2 separate regions of the Mus musculus genome follow, and region 2 is linked to region 1. A link is a contact called in public HiChIP or PLAC-seq data. All regions are on one chromosome and are shown on one strand. The core of a region is the stretch at or near the end of the contact, and the rest is flanking DNA. Distances in the headings are between cores, read along the strand shown. Region 1 has its middle 25 kb from the start of Gm46567. Region 2 has its middle 40 kb from the start of Gm32998.

Region 1 (4,766 bases), core at 1,394-3,893:
CCTAATCACTTCCCAGAAGCCCCCTCTCTTCATAGTGCCTTTAATGCCAGCACTCACTTGAGAGACAGCAGGAAACAGATATCTTTAAGTTCAAGGCCAGTACGGTCTACATAGCAAGTTCTAGGACAGCCATAGGTACACATTAAGAACTTGTCTAAAAAAAATAAGTTAATTACATTTTACTTATTTATTATTAGGGGGCATGCTCTCTTGTGTGCACATGCACATATACACACAGGATTCAGGGCAAGGCAGGGACATCACTAATGGTCTTGATCTTAGTATGGTCTGTCCTCAAGGTTGCCTAAATAAAGTGGCCAAATGTTCAAACAACTGCTCCAGATTTTGGTCCTTTGGACCAGCACAAACTACAACCTTTTCTTTTCCTAATGCCCTCATCGGACATCCAGGCAGCTGCTTAGTTAGTTTCCAATGTGAGTGCCAGCTCTACCACCAGCTAGGGGGCTCAGGCTTGGTCAGAGGCTCCCTTTATAGGGCCCCAGGTAAAGAAACTTGGAGACTCCCAGGTGGGTCTCCACCAGGTAGATTAGATGTCTGTCCTTCTTCATTGTGGTCTCTGCTGCAGAAGCGTCTGGAAACCAGAAGCGGTGTCCCAGCTAGTGCTGAGAATCCTGACGTTTTCACATTTCCCCATTGGGCAACAAGGATTGAGTTAAGAGTCCAACCCACCTTCAGCACTGCTGGCTCTCCAGGCTCCTTGCCTCTCCAAAGCCACCCTTTCCCACCATCTCATCACAATGGAATTAACTTCAGGAGCCAACAGGTCTATGGGTTCCACCAGAGGCTGCCTGAGGCCAGGAACTTCCACTGGAAGGGACCAGCTGCTTTTACCACCACATTAGAAGCATTCTGAACTAGAGAGAAACTGCAGTGAGAGGTTACAGGCTGGTGCTGGTGCCCACTTGAGTCCAGAACCCTATTACAGGTCAGTTCTTTTTAAAAGGAGCAGAGCCAGGCCTTAGCAGGGTGTTCAAGAGTGTCCCTAAGCAGAGAAAGCAAGAGATATTTTGAGCTGCTTTCAATAAATGGTTTTCTTCTTGTTAAAATTTCCAAAGCAAACTTAAGTTGCGACCTCTGAGAAAATAAAGTCGCCTCTTACAGACTCAACCATGGGAGATTTTTCAAAGTAATTTTGTTCAGGTCTCTGGATTTGAGAATATGGAAACTGAGGCCAAGAGAGAAGTGGGTCCCCCAGGCTCTGGAGCTGGTTAGAAGCAGAAGGAGTAACTGAAAGAGTAACTATGCAGTCTTGAGTTAGGGCAACAGCCAATTCTAGCATTGTACGTAGAACTAGAAGTATACGTGATAGACAAGGTACAGTCTCTGTCGTCAGCCAAAGATAAGACAGGCCAAGCTATGCTCTCCAACCTTGGCAAGTTCACTTGCAGCTCTTTTCCTAAGCTATAAAAGGGCTCACACCACACAGCAAGGCTATCATGGGCATTAAAGACAAACACAGATGAGTTGCCCAGCACACATTACTGCTCACAGCAGTGGGAGTCATTAGAGTAGAAATGTCCACGGTGGAAATCTGTCCCTTTCAATGGTAGGCAGACAGCCACAGAAAGGGGCTGTGCTGGGCACTGTCTCTGAGTTTTTTGATAGACAAACACTTAGGTCCCTGGAACTGTGTTAATGGTTCAGGGGGGTCCTCCCCCTTGTCCTTTGTGAATTTTGTCCTAACTGGGCCAGGGCTTCCGGATTCATCAGAAGGGGAGCCAATGAACATGTGAAATGTCCATCTTCCCAAAAGATTGGGACTAGTGACCAGGCCACTAATTTGCATCCTGTCACCCATGCATTTAACAGATATTTAAGTACCTACCTCTTGCTGGGCACTAGGCTTGGTGCTAGGGATGTAGCAGTAGATAAATAAAATGCTGGTCCTCACAGAGCTGGTGTTCTAGAGAGTTCTAATACTCTAAAGGAAACTAGGGTGTGGCTGATGTCAAGCCCCCAAACCCTGTGCTCAGAAGGCCCTTCTTGGTCCCCCTCTCCCCTTTCCCTTCCCCTTCCCCTTCCCCTTCCCCTTCCCCTCTCCCCTTCCCCTTCCCCTTCCCCTTCCCCTCTCCCCTTCCCTTTCCCCTTCCCCTTCCCTCCAGCTCCCTACCACTACGACAATTGGCATGCTCCCCCTCTAAAGCATGCATCTTTAACTGGGGAAGCTAAACTCAAATGGCATTTGTGTTTAGAGACAAGCAATCTGATTCAACGATGAAGAAATTATAGACATCTTCTCTAAATTATGCCTCTACTCTGATTAAGCTGTGTGAGTGTGTGCATGTCTGTATGTGTGTGTGCATGTATGAGTGTGTGTGTGTGTGTGTCTGTGTGTATGTATATGTGTGTGTGTGTGTGTGTGTGTGTGTGTGTGTGTGTGTGTGTTACAGTGATGTATTTCTTTAAACATAGCTGGCCTGCCTTGGAAAGGGTTTCTCACCTCCTCACCAGGGCTTTAGGGAGTGTCTTTTTAGCAAACTGCACCCCAGCCCCACCTCTTTTATCAGTTGATTTCAGCTGTGAAAAGAAAGAAAAGAACCTTAGGTTTGTTTAGTGCAGGCCCTTGTCTGCAGCCAACAGGGAGAACAGGATTGGAAACTAGAGGAGGCTGAGCTGGGTTCAATGGTTAACCAGCGAGATTAATAAATGGCAGAAGGCGGAAACAGCCAGTGAGTACAGAGGCAAGAAGAAATGTCCCCTTGTAGTTCAAAGGCCAAGGAAAGTTTACCTAGATCTGGGGGACCTGTGGTTAAAAGGGCTTAGGGAGCCAGCTCTCCTCAGACTCCAGGCTCAACCATTGCCTGTCAGGAGCCTCAGCTGGCTCCTCTCAGAAGCTCAGCAGGCTGACCCTGAGCCAGACAGAACCCAGGCAGACTGCCCCTACCACTGGAGCCTCAGGCTCTACTCAAGACCACAGGCTTCTCCCAGGAGACAGGCTCCTGGTCTTCTAGCTGGCTCTCAGGCATAGCTCAGATCTTCAGATAGTGAGCTTTGGGCCAGGAGAACTTTTGGCAGAGAAAAATCAGAAGAAGACATTTCCATTTTCTGCCCTGATTCCCTTAGGGTGTTTTGGCAAATAGTCTCTTCTCCCCGTGCCTCAGCCTCTCTGGTGGTGTAGTTACCCAGCTCTTTTGCTTTTAAGGATCAGGTATTAACTATTTTCAGCTCTAGCCCACACAGCAGCTGTCTGCCTCAGCTACCCAACTCTGCCATTGAGGCGTAAAAGCAGCCAGAGGTGATATTTAATAAATAGCTGAAGGTATGTATCACTAAAACTTTATTTGCAAAACAGGTAGAAGACCGGGTTGCCAGAACTCTCAAAAATTAAATGATCTTAGATTACCTTACAGAGAGAAAATGGGGGCCCACTGATATAGCATGCTGCAAGCTACCAGACTACGTTAACGGTGGGACTGAAACTGGAGTCCAAGTGGCCTGTCTTTGGTTTACTATGGCTTCAAATTCTTCCAAAGGTAGAACCCAGCTAATTTTGTCTTGTGCTAATTGATCCTGGGAGTCACTCTCTCAGTGTGACTTGGAGTGGGGCAGAGCACTCTCACTCTCGGGCTGATTCAGAGGGACTTTTTTATGCATTGAGGATGCAGACCATGAGCTAAGGAACACTACAAGAAAAAGGGGAGGTGGTAGAGAATGTCGCACGCCTCCCTCTGAACGTGAGGAAATTGTAGCTAAGAGGAGGGTCCTTCCTATATATTCCACCTTTGATGTTACAGGTCCATGTCTATACTTACTCACCTCCATGTCCCACAGCCGTGACTGCGGATGGAGGGAGCGCTGTCAGGATATTCTCTTCCGGTGTCAAAATATTTTACTCACTGGGTTCTTCCTGGATAGACTCTCCATCCTGATCTTCAGTGGCTGAAGTGGAACGAACGGCTGATCCAACATGGCTCTGTTGATTGTCATGTTTCTGTGACGTGCTTCCCTTCAAACCACCTGGTGTGAATTTATATGGGACTTTCTGTTCCTTGGCTGGCTGAAGAGTCAGGGAGCTTTTATGATGTGAATCCATTTTCCTTTGTTCCCAGTGTCTGCCTTCCCAAAGGGAGAGGTTGAGGACACAGCTCAATGGGACGCAGTGACACCTCTTTAATTGAGATTCTCACAGGCCCTGAGGTCCAGCCAGGGTGACCCTCCTTTCCACACACCACCCTCCCACTCCCTGTGTGGTCATCTCCTTGGCCACAGGATATGGAAGCAAAAGCATTTCTTGACCGCAGCTGTTCCACAGTCACCTCTAAGTGAGACGTGGCACACACACACTGACGCCCTTCACTGTCCTGTTTGTGGTGGCAAGGGTTTGTAGCAAGGAACTGTGTGAAAGCAAGCAAGCGTGGGAATTGCTTTGCCACATCGAGATTGCCTTGCCAAGTGAGGAAGTGAGATGCTGGTGGATTCGGCAGGAGCGAGGACTGGAGAGTTAGACTGGTTCCGGGGAACTGTCTGAAGAGGCTCCAGTGAAAACAGAAGCAATTAATGGTGAGCCCACACTTTCCAACTGCAGGGGCAGCTCAACAGAACCCAGGCCAGAGCAGGGGTTGCTGAAAATACAGCCATGTTGTCCTGCATACAGATCCGTCACCGACATTCACATGCTCTGAAGTGACTTCAGCAATCAGGGCCTGAGTTCTCGGTGACAGCTCCTTGCCCCCTCACACAACCGACCCCAAACCCTGCCAACCTCAACAGTAATAGTTCTGCCCTAACTGTGTTCTGCCCCCCAC
Region 2 (4,766 bases), core at 576-3,075, 320 kb before region 1:
TATGAGGAATTGGTTGCATCGCTCCTGTGCCCACACTGCGTGTCTTCCAGCCCCTATAACCTGCAGAGGCTGACTGTACAGAAGCCAAGCGTCCTCTGGGGGCGGGGGGGGGGGGTATCAGAGAAGTCATCGATGGATCCACTGAGCATACACACGAGTTGGCTGCTAGGCTTCATGGATTTACAATCCAGTCCCAGCCCTCCCTGGTTGTTTCTCTCCACAGTTCCAGGCATGCCAGTTCCTTTCCCCGGTTTAGTGGGTTAGGTTCCTGGAAGTTGTACCCGTGTGCTCAGCTCCATTTCAGGACCATCTTCCTACTTAGTCTCTCCTGCTAAAGATGTGAACCCAAAGACTCGACCCTCAAAATGGAGACACTGGGTGGCAAAATAACCAAATTCCAAATCATGTGCAGCTATAGGGAAAAAAAAAGAATCAAGAATAGCAACAACCTTAGTATAATGGACCATTGAAGAATGGAACAGTGGTTAAAAAGACCATGGGAGAGTTGATTAGACAGTGCAGTGGTGACGTAACCAAGTTTAACTACCCTCACTTGTTCTTTGGGACCCACATGGCAAAGGAAGAACCTGATTTGTACAAGTTATCCTCTGACCTCCACATGTGTGCCCCACCCACTCCACAAACACATGCAAGTACATAAATAAATATGATTTTGTAAAAGTATTTGATAAGAAGCAACTTTGAAATAGACAAGGCAGGGGCTGGCAAGATGGCTCAGCGGATAACAGCACTGACTGTTCTTACAGAAGGCCCTGAGTTCAAATCCCAGCAACCACCCCTAATGAGATCTGACGCCCCCTTCTGGTGTGTCTGAAGTCAGCTACAGTGTACTTATGTATAATAATAAATAAATCTTTGGGTCGGAGCAAGCAAGGGACTGAGTGAGTGGGCCAACGGGAGAGAGCAGAGGTCCTAAAAATTTAATTCCTAACAACCATATGAAGGCTCACAACCATCTGTACAGCTACAGTGTACTCACATACACTAAATAAATAAATAAATAAATCTTTTTTTAAAAAAAAAGAAATAGGCAAGGTAAACGGAAGTGGGTCTGGAGAGGAACAATCATTGTTATTTACCAATACTGACTAGCTTTGTCCTATGTATTTTCAGCTGGAAAGCAAGTAGATTTCTTATATGTGTAGTAGTTCCATTCTGTCTACTTCCAAAGATGATTTGGGAGATATAGACACGTCACCGGTCAGGAAGAGAGAAGGAATTTGTTACACATTAATCAAGGTCTTAAAACTATGTGGCCTCTTCCCCTCTCTGTCTCCCACATGCCAGATGAAGGGGTCAGAGCAGATAATCTATGGAGTGCTACTCAGTGCTGATTGTCTGTGGTTTATGGAGGAAGCCAAACCATTTATTTTCATACTTTCCTTCAGTGGTGAATTCACTGTCTGCATGTTTTCTTTTGGCACTCATCCCACCACTGGTGTTCTTTGTGTGTCATTTTCCTAGACTGATCATGAGACCTCCATGTCAGAATAGGGTCTTATTCAGCCTTGTGCCTTCTTAACACAGGGCCTGGCACATGAAAGATGTCACCAAATACTGTCCAAAGAGTTGAGATGTGGATGAAGTGATAGGAATAGACTCGGACACCCTGTGCTTAAGGGGGACTTTGCCAGGAAACAAAGATTCTGAACAGCCTATCTGAACCCTTTTTCCAGGAGCTCTTTCCTGTGGTGCCATTTCTGGTTGTGGACTAAGGGAAATTTACAAGTCTCCATGGTGATTGGAGATCTCTGAGTTGGTGCTAACTTTCCAGCAGGCAAGTGGTGAAGAGAGCTGGTATGACTACCTGCTTAGTCAGAAGTGTCAGGATACTCTAGGCAGGTGGCTCCTACATGATCTGAGCCACTATGCTGTCAAGACAATTCCCAAGTGGGAAGCTCAGCCCCCTGTAGCTGGTCTTTGCTACTTTGTGGTTCTTCTTTCTTCTACCCTTTCCCATCCTTCCAGCCCCTTAACAGTAGATAAGAGAGAGAAAAGGATAGAGAGGAAAGGAAAGAGATCCCTGAATAAAGTCAGGGATGGGAAAGGGAGCAATATTATCTTTAGACTGCTTCCTGCTGATTAGGTCCATCAAGTGGGCTGTGGGGTAACCAAAGAGGCATCCAGAAGACAGAACATCATAATTAGACTTGATGTTTAAAAAGGGATGATGGCTAAGCTGCAAGGATGGAGATACCAAAGAGAGTTGAATTTAGGGAGACCAATTAACAGGCTTTGGGGAGTCTCTAAAAGAGGAACGTTAGTGTAGTTACCAAGGACCAACCTCAGCTTGGAGAGGGTTCCTGAGGAAGAGATGTTTGGAGCAGCAAAAGAATAACTCAAAGTCAATCATGAGTACAAACTGACAGCTCCATGTTCTGCTTGAGCTGGCTCTGCAGACAGCTACGTAGATAGATGAGCTCTTGCAGACCAAAGCCTAGTCTTTTATTTACTTATCAATTCAATCATTAACCCAGGTTCCCTTTTGATTATCCCACAAATCAGCATTTTATAACCTTAGTCCCTAGATTCTTAGAAAGAGATAGCAAGTACATATTTTATAATGTCGCAAATGAACTCAGAGATCTGCCTGTCTTTGTAAGCACAAACAATAAGTTAGTTGGGTGGGATCTGGCTCTGAGATCACCATTCTCATTACACCTGGACATATAGTTCTGTCCCAGGCTGAACTTGAACTCAGAAATCTGCCTTTGTATCTTTCTGATAATCTGGCTCATTAGTGCAGCTGCCTTTGTTCTTTTAGGTCCGTGAAGCCCCCTCATACAGTTCATATTACATTCTTATATTTTGCATAGTTGAGAAATTATACATTCGTAAACTCATGTTTTCAGAGTTCTTCCCCACAGCCTTACAGGCTATCTTAAAGTTTACAGCATTTACCATTTTGCTGAGGAACACATTCTCACCTCCCAGACTCATGCTGTTTCTAATTATCATGGAGTCATTAACTTTAACAAAGAGAGCATTCCTCAAAGGAGGAACATGAAAATATGTACATTATTATACAAACAAGCCCTACACCCACAGCAACTGTCAGCACAACTGGGGGCCCACCCCTTGCTAGCTCTGCTCCAGGAGCAGGAACTGTGTCACACTGTTCCTTCCACATGGCAGGTAGTGCAAGACAAACAAACAAGAAAGACACATCATATAGAAGGGAAGAGAAGGCAGATTCAAGAGTTTCTGATAGTTGGGCATAGTGGTCCACCCCTATAATCTCAGATACTGAGGAGACTGGAGTTAGAGGGTTAAAAGCTTAAGGCCAACTTGGAACGTTTATGGAGACTGTTTCAAAATAACATAAAAAGGGCCATGGGTGTAGCTCAGTCGTGGATGCTACCTAGTACCTTGGAGAATAAAAAGAGAATGTAAGGTGGTAAGCATAGAGCGAGTGGAGGGGGGCCATGAAGTTGGAGAGGAGTGGACCAGGAGAAATCAGGGCAGTGGCATTTCAGTCCTAGAGCCTACAGTACATCTAGGAGAAGTTAGTGGGCAGAGAGCTAAGACAGGATGTGGGTTTGTGGAGAAGGGATGCTGAGATCTGAGATCCACTCCAGGTGCATTGCACTAAATCAAAAAAGAAAATTCTTGGTACATGAAGGTGGGCATGCCCGTGGGGAGCTTGAAACACAGGTCTTAAGCTCAGGGAGTGACCACAGCTGAAATAGACTTACAAACCAGGTAATGATGGAAGCCACATACAAGGAACTCAGGTGGGTTTCTTCTGTGCCCTCTACCAGAACCATAGTCTCTGTGCCCTAGACAATATCACAAGTTGATTGTTCTAAGGCACAGCTCAGACTCGGTGCCCTGTTGAAGTGTGTCCTTTGGAGGGTTTCCAGTGAACAGTGAGGTACTTCCTATAAGATTCTTTATGACCTGGCTGACTTTGTCCTTCTAGAATGTGTTTCTTGTAATGCAAGTATGACTGCATCCTTGCAAAGCACACTGTTTGTTTTGGATATGTTTTAATATCTGTTTCGTTCTCTCCTGCCTACTCCAAATTCTTCTTTTGTCTCTTCCTGTTGAAAGTTTATTATTGAGTCTTCAAAGAATGAGGCAGCCATGGTCTTAATCCCCTCTATAGGTGATCTTTCAGGTTCTTGCATCTCTGGGTTTAAATCATGATTGGTTACTATTTTCCTCTGAGACACCCCACTCTATATAATACCACCAGCAATAAATGCCTTGTGACACTCACTAGCCCTAGAAACTAATAAGGCTAAATTTTATAACATCTGCCTCCAGTAAGGGACATAATAAATGCAGAATGCAGAGAATATCTGTGTTAGATCTTGGCTTTTGAGTTTCAGAAGTCAAGAAAGTAGAGTTACAAATATAGACTTTTGAGTTCATATTTTATGTCAAAGAAAACAGATTAAAATCCAGTCTTACTCACTCACAAACTAGATGAAGGTTCTCTAGTCTGAGGAAAGTGGGAGGGTGGGGACTATTGAGTGAAGGGAGTGGTATATTCTTTAAGATGAAAGAGCCAGCCTTGGAGCTGCCCCTCTGTGAGTGCCAGACTCGCCAGCAAGAAAGCCACAACAGGATCCTTCTGCACACGTTTATTGGGAGAGCTTGATTACAGAGGCGAAAAGATCCCGAGTCCCAGAACTGGCGCTGCTTATATAGGCCTAGGAGAGGCGTGTCCACACCCAATTGGTTATGCTTTCAGTACGCTTTCAGTACCTCATTTACATGCCCCAGACCAGGCAGTGACT

Evidence for each region. HiChIP or PLAC-seq counts read pairs in DNA pulled down with a chosen protein or histone mark.
Region 2: a FOXA1 HiChIP or PLAC-seq map of pancreatic cancer cells shows a contact between it and region 1. The contact joins two enhancer-like sites. A contact is called at or near these places in 1 of 15 datasets of contacts at CTCF or cohesin (the NIH/3T3 cell line), 2 of 484 Hi-C or Micro-C datasets (bone marrow-derived macrophages and liver), 6 of 115 datasets of contacts at active chromatin or transcription factors (bone marrow-derived dendritic cells, embryonic basal ganglia, embryonic stem cells and 2 more) and 1 of 9 other capture datasets (embryonic stem cells).

Annotation. Positions count from the first base shown.
Region 1 is chr16:29,786,233-29,790,998 of GRCm38.p6, reverse strand. No RefSeq gene overlaps it. Among named protein-coding and RNA genes, the nearest start is that of Gm46567, 25 kb to the left of the region's middle. Within about 2 kb of position 2,643, at least 32 of the 459 cell types and tissues checked have an H3K27ac peak or open chromatin away from gene starts, as enhancers often do. A contact at or near this core is called in pancreatic cancer cells, where this site is marked.
Region 2 is chr16:30,108,355-30,113,120 of GRCm38.p6, reverse strand. No RefSeq gene overlaps it. Among named protein-coding and RNA genes, the nearest start is that of Gm32998, 40 kb to the right of the region's middle. Within about 2 kb of position 1,825, at least 15 of the 459 cell types and tissues checked have an H3K27ac peak or open chromatin away from gene starts, as enhancers often do. A contact at or near this core is called in pancreatic cancer cells, where this site is marked.